Regions from separate parts of the Sus scrofa genome. Here regions 1, 2 and 4 are each linked to region 3. A link is a contact called in public Hi-C and HiChIP or PLAC-seq data. All regions are on one chromosome and are shown on one strand. The core of a region is the stretch at or near the end of the contact, and the rest is flanking DNA. Distances in the headings are between cores, read along the strand shown.

The links. A called contact is a pair of places that touch in the nucleus more often than the background predicts. HiChIP or PLAC-seq counts read pairs in DNA pulled down with a chosen protein or histone mark.
Region 1: an H3K27ac HiChIP or PLAC-seq map of skeletal muscle shows a contact between it and region 3, with 3 times the contacts expected there. The contact joins two enhancer-like sites. A contact is called at or near these places in 13 of 47 Hi-C or Micro-C datasets (embryonic fibroblasts, fetal heart ventricle, heart right ventricle and 7 more) and 1 of 2 datasets of contacts at active chromatin or transcription factors (skeletal muscle).
Region 2: a Hi-C map of skeletal muscle shows a contact between it and region 3, with 4 times the contacts expected there. The contact joins two enhancer-like sites. A contact is called at or near these places in 1 of 47 Hi-C or Micro-C datasets (skeletal muscle) and 1 of 2 datasets of contacts at active chromatin or transcription factors (skeletal muscle).
Region 4: an H3K27ac HiChIP or PLAC-seq map of skeletal muscle shows a contact between it and region 3, with 3 times the contacts expected there. The contact joins two enhancer-like sites. A contact is called at or near these places in 2 of 47 Hi-C or Micro-C datasets (fetal heart ventricle and heart right ventricle) and 1 of 2 datasets of contacts at active chromatin or transcription factors (skeletal muscle).

What each region holds. Positions count from the first base shown.
Region 1 is chr10:56,282,855-56,285,705 of Sscrofa11.1, forward strand. NRP1 (neuropilin-1) reads right to left here. Exons shown (of 18, transcript XM_021064971.1): 18 at 1-924. The coding sequence ends at 635. All of the region lies in intron 2 of LOC102161921 (a long non-coding RNA gene), which reads left to right. Among named protein-coding and RNA genes, the nearest start is that of NRP1, 150 kb to the right of the region's middle. Within about 2 kb of position 1,322, at least 6 of the 83 cell types and tissues checked have an H3K27ac peak or open chromatin away from gene starts, as enhancers often do. A contact at or near this core is called in skeletal muscle, where this site is marked.
Region 2 is chr10:57,066,715-57,069,460 of Sscrofa11.1, forward strand. The region is part of intron 23 of PARD3 (partitioning defective 3 homolog); the gene reads right to left. Among named protein-coding and RNA genes, the nearest start is that of PARD3, 530 kb to the right of the region's middle. Within about 2 kb of position 1,352, at least 4 of the 83 cell types and tissues checked have an H3K27ac peak or open chromatin away from gene starts, as enhancers often do. A contact at or near this core is called in skeletal muscle, where this site is marked.
Region 3 is chr10:56,768,898-56,771,740 of Sscrofa11.1, forward strand. LOC110255705 (a long non-coding RNA gene) reads left to right here. Exons shown (of 2, transcript XR_002336405.1): 2 at 1-2,520. Among named protein-coding and RNA genes, the nearest start is that of NRP1, 340 kb to the left of the region's middle. Within about 2 kb of position 1,299, at least 8 of the 83 cell types and tissues checked have an H3K27ac peak or open chromatin away from gene starts, as enhancers often do. A contact at or near this core is called in skeletal muscle, where this site is marked.
Region 4 is chr10:56,471,973-56,474,766 of Sscrofa11.1, forward strand. No RefSeq gene overlaps it. Among named protein-coding and RNA genes, the nearest start is that of NRP1, 43 kb to the left of the region's middle. Within about 2 kb of position 1,264, at least 1 of the 83 cell types and tissues checked has an H3K27ac peak or open chromatin away from gene starts, as enhancers often do. A contact at or near this core is called in skeletal muscle, where this site is marked.

The sequences.
Region 1 (2,851 bases), core at 72-2,571, 490 kb before region 3:
TTTTCTGTATGGAGTTCACAGCACGAGGTTTAGTACAACACTGGAAAACATCGAGGAAATCGGACGGTATTGCTTCGTAAACAGAGCTGTCACACTAGACTGGTACTGAGGCTACGGTACTTGAAAGAAAACATCCTAGTCCTTCTTGCCTATGCACGACGCGGGCAATTATACACGAGGCTGGCTTCAGGAGTCCACGGAAATGCAGTTAGTCGAAGATATTCTGGGCACTGGGCTGCAGGTAGCATGTCCGTTGAAGGGGCCCCACGGAATACACTTGGCGCCAGCATCTTAGATTTTGCACAGTTTCCGAAAAGAATCCAGAAGAAGAAGCAGAGAGAGAAGAAGGGGAAGGGGAGTCAGATGGAATTAGGTCGATCATCCTTGGTCTCCACACCAGCGTCTGATTATTCAAATGAAACCAACAGAAAGAAGCTGACTGTACATGACTCCGATTGTTAACACGGCTAAGTCGTTCATGTCTGTCGGCCAAACTCATCGAAGCTCCTGAGAAAACCTGGCTTGGCGTCATCAACGCGCTTCCCAGCCTGAACAGTGAAAGACCAGCCGTTTCCCAGCCGCTCAAGCTCTGTCCTCCGCTCCGCTCTCCCACTCGCCTGCCACCTCCGCTGCCTCAGGCTTCCGAGTAAGTACTCTGTGGATTCAGTTTGTCTTTTTTCAACTTCACACCATCCACCAGCTCGAAGTTATAGTTCTCCAGGGCAGATAAGTTTCTTTCGGACATCCCGTTGTGCCAACAGGCACAGTACAGCACCACCCCGCAGACAGCCCCCAGGAGGACCCCCAGGGCGCTCATGGCGATGATGGTGATGAGGATGGGGTCCAGGGTCTTCAGCACGCTGCCCGGCTTCCTGGAGATGTTCTCATCGCCCTCTCCCCTGCCCTCATATCCCGGGGTGCTCCCTGGGGGAGAAATGAAATTGGCTGTGTGAGCCCAGTGAACACACCCGACCACAGCAGACAGAGAAACGGAGGAGGAGGAAGGAGAAAGGAGCGAAGCACCTGCCCGGTTTGGGCTCCTCCCTCAAGATCCTGGGGTTTTTTTTCTGCAGTGGGGTGTGGCTCCCCCAACACCAAGAAACACCAATGCTGACTCACTGTTGGGAATTCAGGTGTTGGGGGGAAGTGAGTCTGATAGAAAGCTTAACAGTGGAAACCACTGATTCTGGGTACACAGTGAGGGGTGGGTTCTAATTCTGATTCAGATTTCATGCAGCCCGGCTCCTATGAGATTGTAATCTGTGCTGATGGACCCCAGCCAGATACGCGGTCTGTGAGCCTTGCTTCGTCACACTTTTGCTTAGCAGCGGACTTACCCGTGTCTGCTGCATTTGCCTGATCCCCCCGCCAGGCACCAAGAGCCCACCCAAGCTGTCCCACTGTCATTTGACCACACGTCAAATCTTCAAGTCAAACACGTTTCCCCTGAAGCCGGCGGCGCCCAAGAAGGAGAGAGCTTTCAGAACAAGGGATCGCTTGCTGCTGACATTTAAAATAGCTTACGGCTCCAAGCTAGAAGCCGTGTTGGTGCTGTGCCAAATGGAACACATTTAATAATCAGCATCTTTGCGGCCCTGGTGGTTTCACCAGAGACAGTCACACAGCTCTGCACTCAGGAACTGGGGAAATGTTTTCTTTAGAGCGGGACATGAGAAATGATTAACATGGGAGCTTTGAGCCTAATTACCTGGTACTAGAAATGATACTAAAATGTTAATATGCAACAGGCCTGGTGTTTACTTAATGGTGTTCTGATCAACAAGGATTCCAATCAAAGAAAACTAAAAATATGAGATACAGGTCCCCAAGCAGGGGAAAACGAGCCACAGGGACATATTAATGTGCTCTCTCTTGATGCAACACTGTATTGAAGCCACCTCTAATAAAGTTTACATCTGTGCGGACCACGTAACTCAACTAAGCTAAACAAGCCTCGTGGTAATAGTTCTGATGGCATGGCATGGTGCCATATTTATTGGTCCCTATCAGTGAGGACCACATCTCTCATGGCAACGGGTGCTGATGCTACTGGACAGGATACAGAGCTGTGGCAGCACTGAGCGTGACGCTGGGGCAAGTGGCCACCGCCCATCACTGCTGGCAGGAGGCAAGGAGACCTCCGGGAATAAAATTACGTCTGGCAGGCCTACCTCCATCCCTCCAAGGTCTTGGATCACAAAGCAGGGTTCAAGGAAAACATACACTTTCCAGTTAAACCGTCTAAAGTCTGAGGCTACCACCTAATTAGCTGGGAGACTTAAGGTCAAGCCACTGCTCTGAGTTTCAGCCTCCTCATCTGGAAAATGGGGATAAGTAACCTCAGAGAGCAGCTGTGAGGATCAGATAAGATAATGTAGGTAAGGCGACTGGAACATAGTAGCTCCTCAGTAAACCCTTACTGTTATCACCATTGTCATCGTCACCAACGCTGTGATCATTATCGAAAAACTAGGGTTTCCGGAGAGGAGGATGGAAACAGATGGATCGAACAAAACAGATGATCACAGAATGGTCCTTTTTGAGATAAGAGCCGGCTATCGACCAGACACAAGAATTTGGCTTCAAATTATTGCCTAAAGATTATTGTAGGTGTTTGCGTAAGACACGCTCTTCACTCATTTCCTGTCTCGAGTTATAGAACGAGAAGGTGTCACATCATTGTCCTCTAAGTCGCTCTTCCAGCTGCGGCAGGGAGGGACCAGGGTGGCATGTGTCCCCAGGGCTCAAGTGCTTACCGAGGCCTTGGATGGTGGCTCCTGAGTCTGCACAGCAGGTCAGGAGAGGGTACTCTGGTCACGTCCAAGCACAGGGCCAGGGACGTGGATGTTTA
Region 2 (2,746 bases), core at 102-2,601, 300 kb after region 3:
CTTGGGGTCCCCCCACTTTTTAAACCTCATCTGGGGTCCAGTAAATGCAGCAGATCCCGAGGAGTCTCTGGCTTGCTTCTGCTGTGGCTGCCTGGACTGGGAGGAGGCAGTGCCCCGTGGTACAAGCTCTGGATAGAGTCCCCACCTCCCTTCCCACCCCAGGGCTGGGCATCGCTGTCAGGGCTGCTGTCACCAAAACCCCCGAGGGCCATGGCTGAGGACCAATGCTGAGCACAGGAGGAGGGGCAGCTTCGTGGTGGCGGGTGGGGTGAGAGGGAGGAAAGGATACGGAGCGCACAGGTATACAACCTAAACTTCAGTCCCATTCATCATCTCGCCAGTCCCTCGCTTTAGTCTCACGGAAGAGGGAAGGAGGTTGGCTCAGAAGCAGGTGTGAGAGGTGGCTGTACCTGAGAAGGACCACGTGGGTGGCCCAAAGACAGCACATGAAGGACAGCGTGCTGGTGGGTCAAGAGCTCTGTGGTCCCCTGGCTATTAATCTCAGATGCTCAACACCCTGCCTGTGAAACTAGACTAAGGCTCTCAGGTGGCATCAGGGGTCGTGACAGAGTTCCAACAAAGCCAGCACTGTTTGGAAACAGGAACAGGGGACATTTGGCTTGAGTGAGCACCCCCTGCCATGCTCTGGTTATGCCCCTCCTTCTGCTATTGGGAATCTGTCAAGGTCCTACTGGGTCCAGACCTGCTCCATGTGTATTTTCTGGAGGAAGCACTCCTGACATCAGACAAAACTGGTGGGAGCCCTGTGTAATTCAGGAGGAGCCATGCAGGAGTCTACACCGTTTCATCAACCAACAGGCATCTCGTTGTCCCTTGCCCTGTGCCCAGTTTTAGGTGACCCTCTGCTGTGGTACCCGAGTGCCTGCAGGTGTGCTTGCTGGTCTGTGTACCTGGAGAGCTGGGGCAAGTAAGGTCTCCCTGTTTACAATTTTCCTGGAGAGGAAAATTAAGAGGCTTATTAAGCTTACATCAACATTTCGCTCCTAAAATATATTCCCCTTTTATCTTATAGAGGGACACATACTTCATTAAGATTCAGTCTTTTGATGATTTCCACTCAGGTGGTTGTTTGTTTTGCAACTCTTGGGTTTAACAAAAAAAAGGGGGGGGTAATAAAAATAAGCACGACAGTGAGCATTTTCAATAAGCGACCCTCACACTAACTGCTGGGAGTTCGAGCGGGATCTTCCTCAAGACCCAGAGAAACACGGAAACCCCAGCCGTGGGGTTCCTGGTAAAAGCATTTCCTGAGTGGGTGGAGAACAGCCCTCCCCACCCACCAATTCCCCAACCCCCAGCCGTCCTCAGATGGACTGAGGGTCAGAGGTCACGGCAGGCTGGGACACCGTGGATTGGATTTCACTCTCGGGACAAAGCTGTTTACATAAATAAGATCGAGAGTCACCGGAGGTCTAAATGTCTGTACCAGCTTTTCTTTTACCAAGAAAAGGTGATTTCCTTTATTTTCACAAATCTCCAAAAGCATGCACTAATAAAGACACAGAAACCCTTACAGAAAGTTTCAATTGATATTTATCAAGTGTTCCATTTTAAACTTCTCTCAATTCCAACTTTAAATAACCAGTATGATTTCAGTTTTAAGAAGCTCTAAATTCCATTCAGAATGGACACTGAGGGTTTATTAGAAAAATTCAAACACCCGATTCTTTAAAAAGTCCTTTTTTTCAGAAAGTAGAAATTTTATGTCAAAAGAGGCAATAATCTACATTTTTTTTTTTTTTTTTTTGGTCTTTTTGCTATTTCTTGGGCCGCTCCCGCGGCATATGGAGGTTCCCAGGCTAGAGGTCGAATCGGAGCTGTAGCCACCGGCCTACGCCAGAGCCACAGCAACGCGGGATCCGAGCCGCGTCTGCAACCTACACCACAGCTCACGGCAACGCCGGATCGTTAACCCACTGAGCAAGGGCAGGGACCGAACCCGCAACCTCATGGTTCCTAGTCGGATTCGTTAACCACTGCGCCACGACGGGAACTCCAATAATCTACATTTTTATAAGAGAAAAAAAGGAATGAGCTCTCTTTCTGAACAAAATATGCCTGCAATTCTCATGCAAAGAATACTTCCAATTTTTCAAAGCTTGACTATCCTCTATGGTGGAAAACAATTGTACCTTGGCTAATTAATGAGCGGCGTTCAGCTATAAATCAGCAGAATTGCAGTTTTTGGAAACACACAGCCATGAACATGAGATTTACTTTTTTCCTAGATGCATGTATAATTTTCTTAAAAATTCAATCTTTGTCAGGGACAGAAGTCAAATCAGGAATAATGAGCCCTTCTCTAAAGTGCAAATCATAGCATTCATTAAAGGAGAAGTATTTTAGCAAAGAAAAGTAGCTGACAATAAGGTTGACGCATAGTGAAGATTGCCTGCAGGTGGCCCGAACGTGGGAGGTTCAACCAAATGACAGAGGTTTTGTGGGACAATTTGTTTCGTTGTTCAAGGTGAGAACAGTCATATTTCTGAGTTCTCATCTGGTGTGACTTAACAATATTCCTTTTGTCTCCCATATTCTAAATCCTTGCCAACACCAGCAGAGGATGCCAGGCCTTTTAAATGCATCTTTAACAAGGCTGTTGACGAATATATCACATCTCAGGGTATAGGCTCACCTACATTTGACATCTTATGAGTCTCATTTGTACCAGGTTACAGACAACGGACAAGGCAGAGAAGAGACACAGCAAAGACGGCGCCTAGAA
Region 3 (2,843 bases), core at 49-2,548:
GTGATCACTTTCTACCCCTCGTTCGCACAGAATCGTGGCTGGGGCAGGAGCTGGGACAGGTGAAAGGAAGCTGTTTGAAGAGAGAGGCCTCAACTCATTTAAAATAATAAAATGACTGCCTTCCTTCGGAATCGGGCAGGACTCTGGCCTAAAGAGGTTTGGGGATAATGATCTTGCCTGAATACGTGCAGAGTTGATGCTCCAAAATGGCCACGGCATCCAGTCCGTGTCACGGCTAAACTGCACCCAACCTTGACAACCCCCGTCACGGGCAGACGGGCCTTTCCATAAACCGTTAGCTCTGCCCCAGGCCCTGTGGCCTAAAAAGCATCGTTTGTTCTTTAAAGTACTGACACTCGGCCATCTTTTCTCTCTCCAATTCCACAGTCACAGGTCGGTCTGGGGACAGGCTGTCCATTGTTCTCTCCTTGTTTCACTGGTGGGCTCTATCCTATGGCAAGGTTTTTTTAATTGACTCTCAGATGATTGTAAGGGTAGCTCATGAATCAGAACCCGGGGCTCTCCATGTGACCGCCGGCTCTCACAGATCTGTATAAACTTCTAAATAGTTTTGGAGAAAGGCAAGCGCCTGTGTGTGTGTGTGTGTGTGTGTGTGTGTGTGTGTGTGTGTACTAATTCGAGCATCCCCCCAGAGACCTTGTCTTCCCCAGACCCGCAGCAGCCTCAGGCTGTGTTTCCCATTAAGGATTTATTTTCTTCTATGAAGGGATCTTTCTGCCCCCAAAGAGGCTCAGTTCCCACTTAGTGCCTGTTAGAAGGTCCCGGAGATTAGATTGAGCAGAGGGTCTCAGGATACAAGTTTCAATGCACATTATTCATAGAGAAAATAAGATCAGGGCTGAGAAAATCCAGTTTTGTGATGGGTGAGACAGGGGCCAGCTGTCATTCTTGCTGGATCCTGGGCGATTCATTAAACCTGTGTCTTCACCCCTCCCAAGGATAAAGGCACGTGTTCCTGCCCACTTCCGACCCGTTAGAGCCTTGCGTGGGCAATGAGATAATGCTTTGGGAGTTCGTCTGCATACCTGCCTTAAGGATGTGATAATTATTGGTGTTACCATGGTTCAGCACCTAGCAATGGCCCTCTGTGAGATGGGCATTCTCCCGGCTGACAGGTAAATAAGAACAGATCTGGCTTGTTCCAGACGCGCAGTCACAGCCTGTTGATAAATAGGGATCCAGAAGTCACATGCAGGCTGGCCTCAGGTAAACCGCGGCTCACACTCTATTTTTAGTTAATAGGGCTCTGCTGAAGTATGTCTCCAAGTCCCAGCCTTCTCACCCGTGGTTCATCGGGGTCACAGGCAATAGCTGTGCAGAATAAAGAGGCCGTCTGAGACCGTCTCAAGCATGAGAGCAAGAGCGAGCCCCATGTGGCAGGGCAGGGGGAGGTAGAGGGGCAATGGCCCTACCAATCCCAAAGTCACTGTCATCCAACGGTCCCCCCTCCTCTACCAGCCTTCTCACCAGGAGGCCTCACGGGCTGCTCAGAGCTCACCCCACTTTCCGATGAGCACCCTGCGCCTCCACCCCCGTGCACACTGGGTTCGAGACAGTTATGGCAACCTCACTTTCCACCGCCAAGTGTCTCCATTTGGTTGTTTCATCCTTCCTGCCAGAGCCCAGCCCCTGCCTGTTGACTCTGATACATCTTTCACAGAATCTCATTTTCATCCCTGTCACTGGAGTCCAAATGCCAACATACTGATTATTCTCGCTGTGACAAATACAGTCTCTCTTCAGCAGTCTCTTCAGATCTCGGTCTCCTGGGAAAACAGCTCCCTCCCCTCCGAGCCTTTTCCTAATATTGCCCACTCAGCTCAGCCCCAGCCCCTCTGAACCCTTTGCAAGTTCACCCCACCTACCCTTCCTATCTGTTCTGCGATGGCATCTTTTCCCAGCGTCTGCTTCACCTGTCTCCGCCTGTCTGTGTGACTCCAGGCTGCCCCTTGGTCAGCAGGACAGAGCCTTCTGCCTCCGTGGGCTGCTGCCAAGCTTAATTTTAGCACTCTGCAAATGACAGTAAGTCCTGCAAAGCAGATCAAAGCATTGGCCCCTGCATGCTGGCCAGCATGGCGAATGATTCTCTGGGACAGAGCAAACAACCTCGAAAATTTCTTATGAGTCAGCTGTGAGGCGCTCAGGCAAGCAAGATCACAGGACAAGTTCACACGTTCACATGGAATGACCAGGAGGCTCATTTGCCACAGAGGTCAAGCTCGTAGGCTGGCAGCCCCATCAGCCCGGCAGAAGGACAGGCTTCCGCAGAGATGTCTCTTCGGAGAATGTCACACTTAGGCCATCTCCAGACAGCCTCGCTTGGGCGAAGGTGGCCTTTGTCACGGGAATAAATCTGAGGTCCTTTTGATGAAGAAGCCCAGAATGCCATCTTCCACCACAGGAATGTCTTTCTCAAGCTTTTGGATAGAAAATAGTCAGCGGAAGGCTATCGGTTTTGGATGAATGATCCAAACTATCAATAAAAAATTATCAAATAGATGATCAGCCTTATACCTCTTTCTGTGTTATACAGGTCTGCTCAACTCTTCAGCAAGGACATGATTCCTGATCTATAGAATCTAGTTATTGGCCTATGTCTCTATTACAAAAGCGTTGAGAAGACCTCACCTCGCCTCTTCCCGAGAGTATTTGGGAGAGTAATGTGTGCATGCAGTTCCCTCTGAATATCTCTGGTATCCCAGGAATTTAAACGTTAGGGATGTTGACAGGGGCTGACATTTCCCATACGATGGTCTGGAAGGAGCTTGGTCCTGTGAAACAGACAGGCTGATCTTGAAATAAAGTTCACGGAGTCTGCTGAA
Region 4 (2,794 bases), core at 14-2,513, 300 kb before region 3:
AAATCTTTGCCCTCTTTCTCTCTTAGAGGCACCTTTCTGCACTTGCCAGGTACTCATACGGTTGCCCCCAGATCACTTCCTGGGTGCCATGCAATAGTCCCTGAAGTTCAACTGAGTGCATTAAGCTTCACTCTGGATGTGTGTCCCTACAAGGTAATGACAGCCAACTAGCGGCAAATTTACTCTCACAGTCTCTAGGCAATAATACACAGCAGAGAAGTACAGATGGGAAAAAAGCAGTCTTTGATAGAGACTAAAGTATGGTAGGTGAACATTTAATGACACAGAGGCAGCCATTCACGAAGAGGTTAGGAAAATTAGGGATATCATTTTTGTTGGCTGAAGCATGGCAAACACAAGATCGCCGTTACCAGCTACTGCAGCTGGTCCTCACTTCCGTGGGAGACATCCCAGAGCCGCGTGGTCAGGTTAGGGGGTAGAGGTGGGAGGCTCCTTACCCATCACCTCCAGATGAAAGCACTGAGGTTCTACTCCGCACCCCAGGGAGAGCTGCATTACCCAATATGCGAAAACACTGATAATTTTGAGCAAATCGTGATTTATTGCGGGGTTACTTAGAGTGAAATGATTTGTCTTCCTTTCTAAACCCCACCCCAAGCTGAATCTCTGAGCGAAACTGAAGTTTCTGCAAATGTACCCTAGCAGCAGAGGTTAAAGAGCCACTATGAAATTTATTTCATCCCTGAATTTACAGCTTTGTTAAGCAAAACTGTATAAAAACCATAAAATGAAAGAGACTGAACCTAAAAAAGGAAAAAGCAATAACAAGCAAGCATTCTCAGCCAGCTCCCTCCCCCTGCTCAAGATGAAATGAAGGAAGTAAGCAAGGCACATAGTAACTATTTGTATTTTTTCCAGCTGAATGGTCTATAAATGAGCACACACAGATAAAGGACACATAGATACCTTTTTTTTTTTTTTTTTTTTTTTTTTAGTTTTGGTGGGATTTTTTTGTGTGTGTGTCCTCAACATTGATCTCCTGTCATTCACCTCTTCTGAACCTGAGGTCCCTCTGATAGAGCAATCAGCTTTAAGTCTTGAAAGAGTGTTAAGTGGTGGTTGTAATTTTAAAAATACTACCTAAGGCACTAAGAATGCAGAGTAAGTGCCAAGATATAATCAAGATATAATCAAATGTCTTCTCTTATTTATTCCATTTCTCATGTTCTGTGTTTGACTGGGGACTCGTGGAACCTCTCTTTTGCACAGGATACCTGGAGTCACCTGATACTAGGTGGTCCCAGCCTGAGGCTCAAGCTCAGCCAGTACCAGGGTACCTGCCAGGGTGGATTCATACTTTATATCCTCTTCCGATTGTCTATAAATAGCATCACTTGTGAGGACTGTTGAAATAATTTGTTGCTATAATTATAGTGACATTTCTAGCATGCTATAATCATATAAAACTGCAAATATAGAAGGATGCTATTTTGGAGTTATTTTTTTCCCCCCAACTCAGTTTGGGTTTTATGGGATGGAAAAAGAGATGAGGAATGTTGCTTGTTTAGAGATGGAACCAGCTGCATTATAATGGGTCAGAACAATGATACACGAAAATCAAGAGGACTCCCTTAAGAAGGAAGGCAGCTAGCTACTTTGAAATTGAGTTGCTTTAGTTAAAAAAAGGAAAGGAAAAGAAAAAAAAATCCCCCAAGTACAATTTCATACGTACAAGAGAAGTGAAGACATGTGATGGTGTTATTCCAACTGAGGTCCTTCACCAGGCCAAAGTCATGTCCGTTTTTCATAGGCTTTACATTTTTGATGACAACGTCTTAGTGGAGGAGTCACAAATGTCTGAAAAAGAAGGATTTAGGATGGTTGTACTGCAAGAATCTTTGAAAAAGACACTATATATATGTGTGTGTGTGTGTATGTATATATATATATATACTTTTTTTTTTTTTTTGGTGCTTTGTCTTTTGTCTTTTCAGGGCCGCACCTGCAGCATGTGGAGGTTCCCAGGCTAGGGGTCCAATCGGAGCTACAACTGCCGGCCTACACCACAGCCACAGCAACACCAGATCTGAGCCATGTCTACGACCTACACCATAGCTCACGGCCATGCCAGATCCTTAACCCACTGAGTGAGGCCAGGGATCGAACCCAAACCTCATGGTTCCTAGTCAGATTCGTTTCCACTGCGCCTGACGGGAACTCCAAGACACTATATTTTGAGCTGACGAAATATTCCCATTGTTTTCAAATATTCAGCCAATAGCAATAAACAAAATAAGGATCTTTGGAGAAAATGTTCTTTGCTGGACGATCACACCAAGGACCACGCCATGGTTATGGGTGCTTTTAAACCACTTTTCTAGATTCTAAAATGGCACGTGGCATCTGTATAAGCAATGTGGGTTAACAAAATTGTAAAGTGGCCAGGTTTATTTTATTTATTCAGCTTTTTTGAGGTATAATTGATGGTAAAATTGAAGATATTTAAAGTGTAAAATGTGATGATTTGATACATATATCCATTGTAAAAGGATTCCAGTGACTCAGTTAATTAACACATCCATCACCTCACCTGTTTACCTTTGTGTGTGTGGGAGAGAACCCTTAAGTTCTCTCTCATAGCAAATTTCAGTTATACAGTATGATAGTATCAGCCATAAGCCCCATGTTATACCTTAGATCCTCAGATCTCATTCATCTTATAACCACAGTTTTTTTTTTTTTCCTTCTTTTTTTCGGTCTTTTTGCCTTTTCTAGGGCGCTTCCTGCGGCATATGGAGGTTCCCAGGCTAGGGGTCGAATCGGAGCTGTAGCC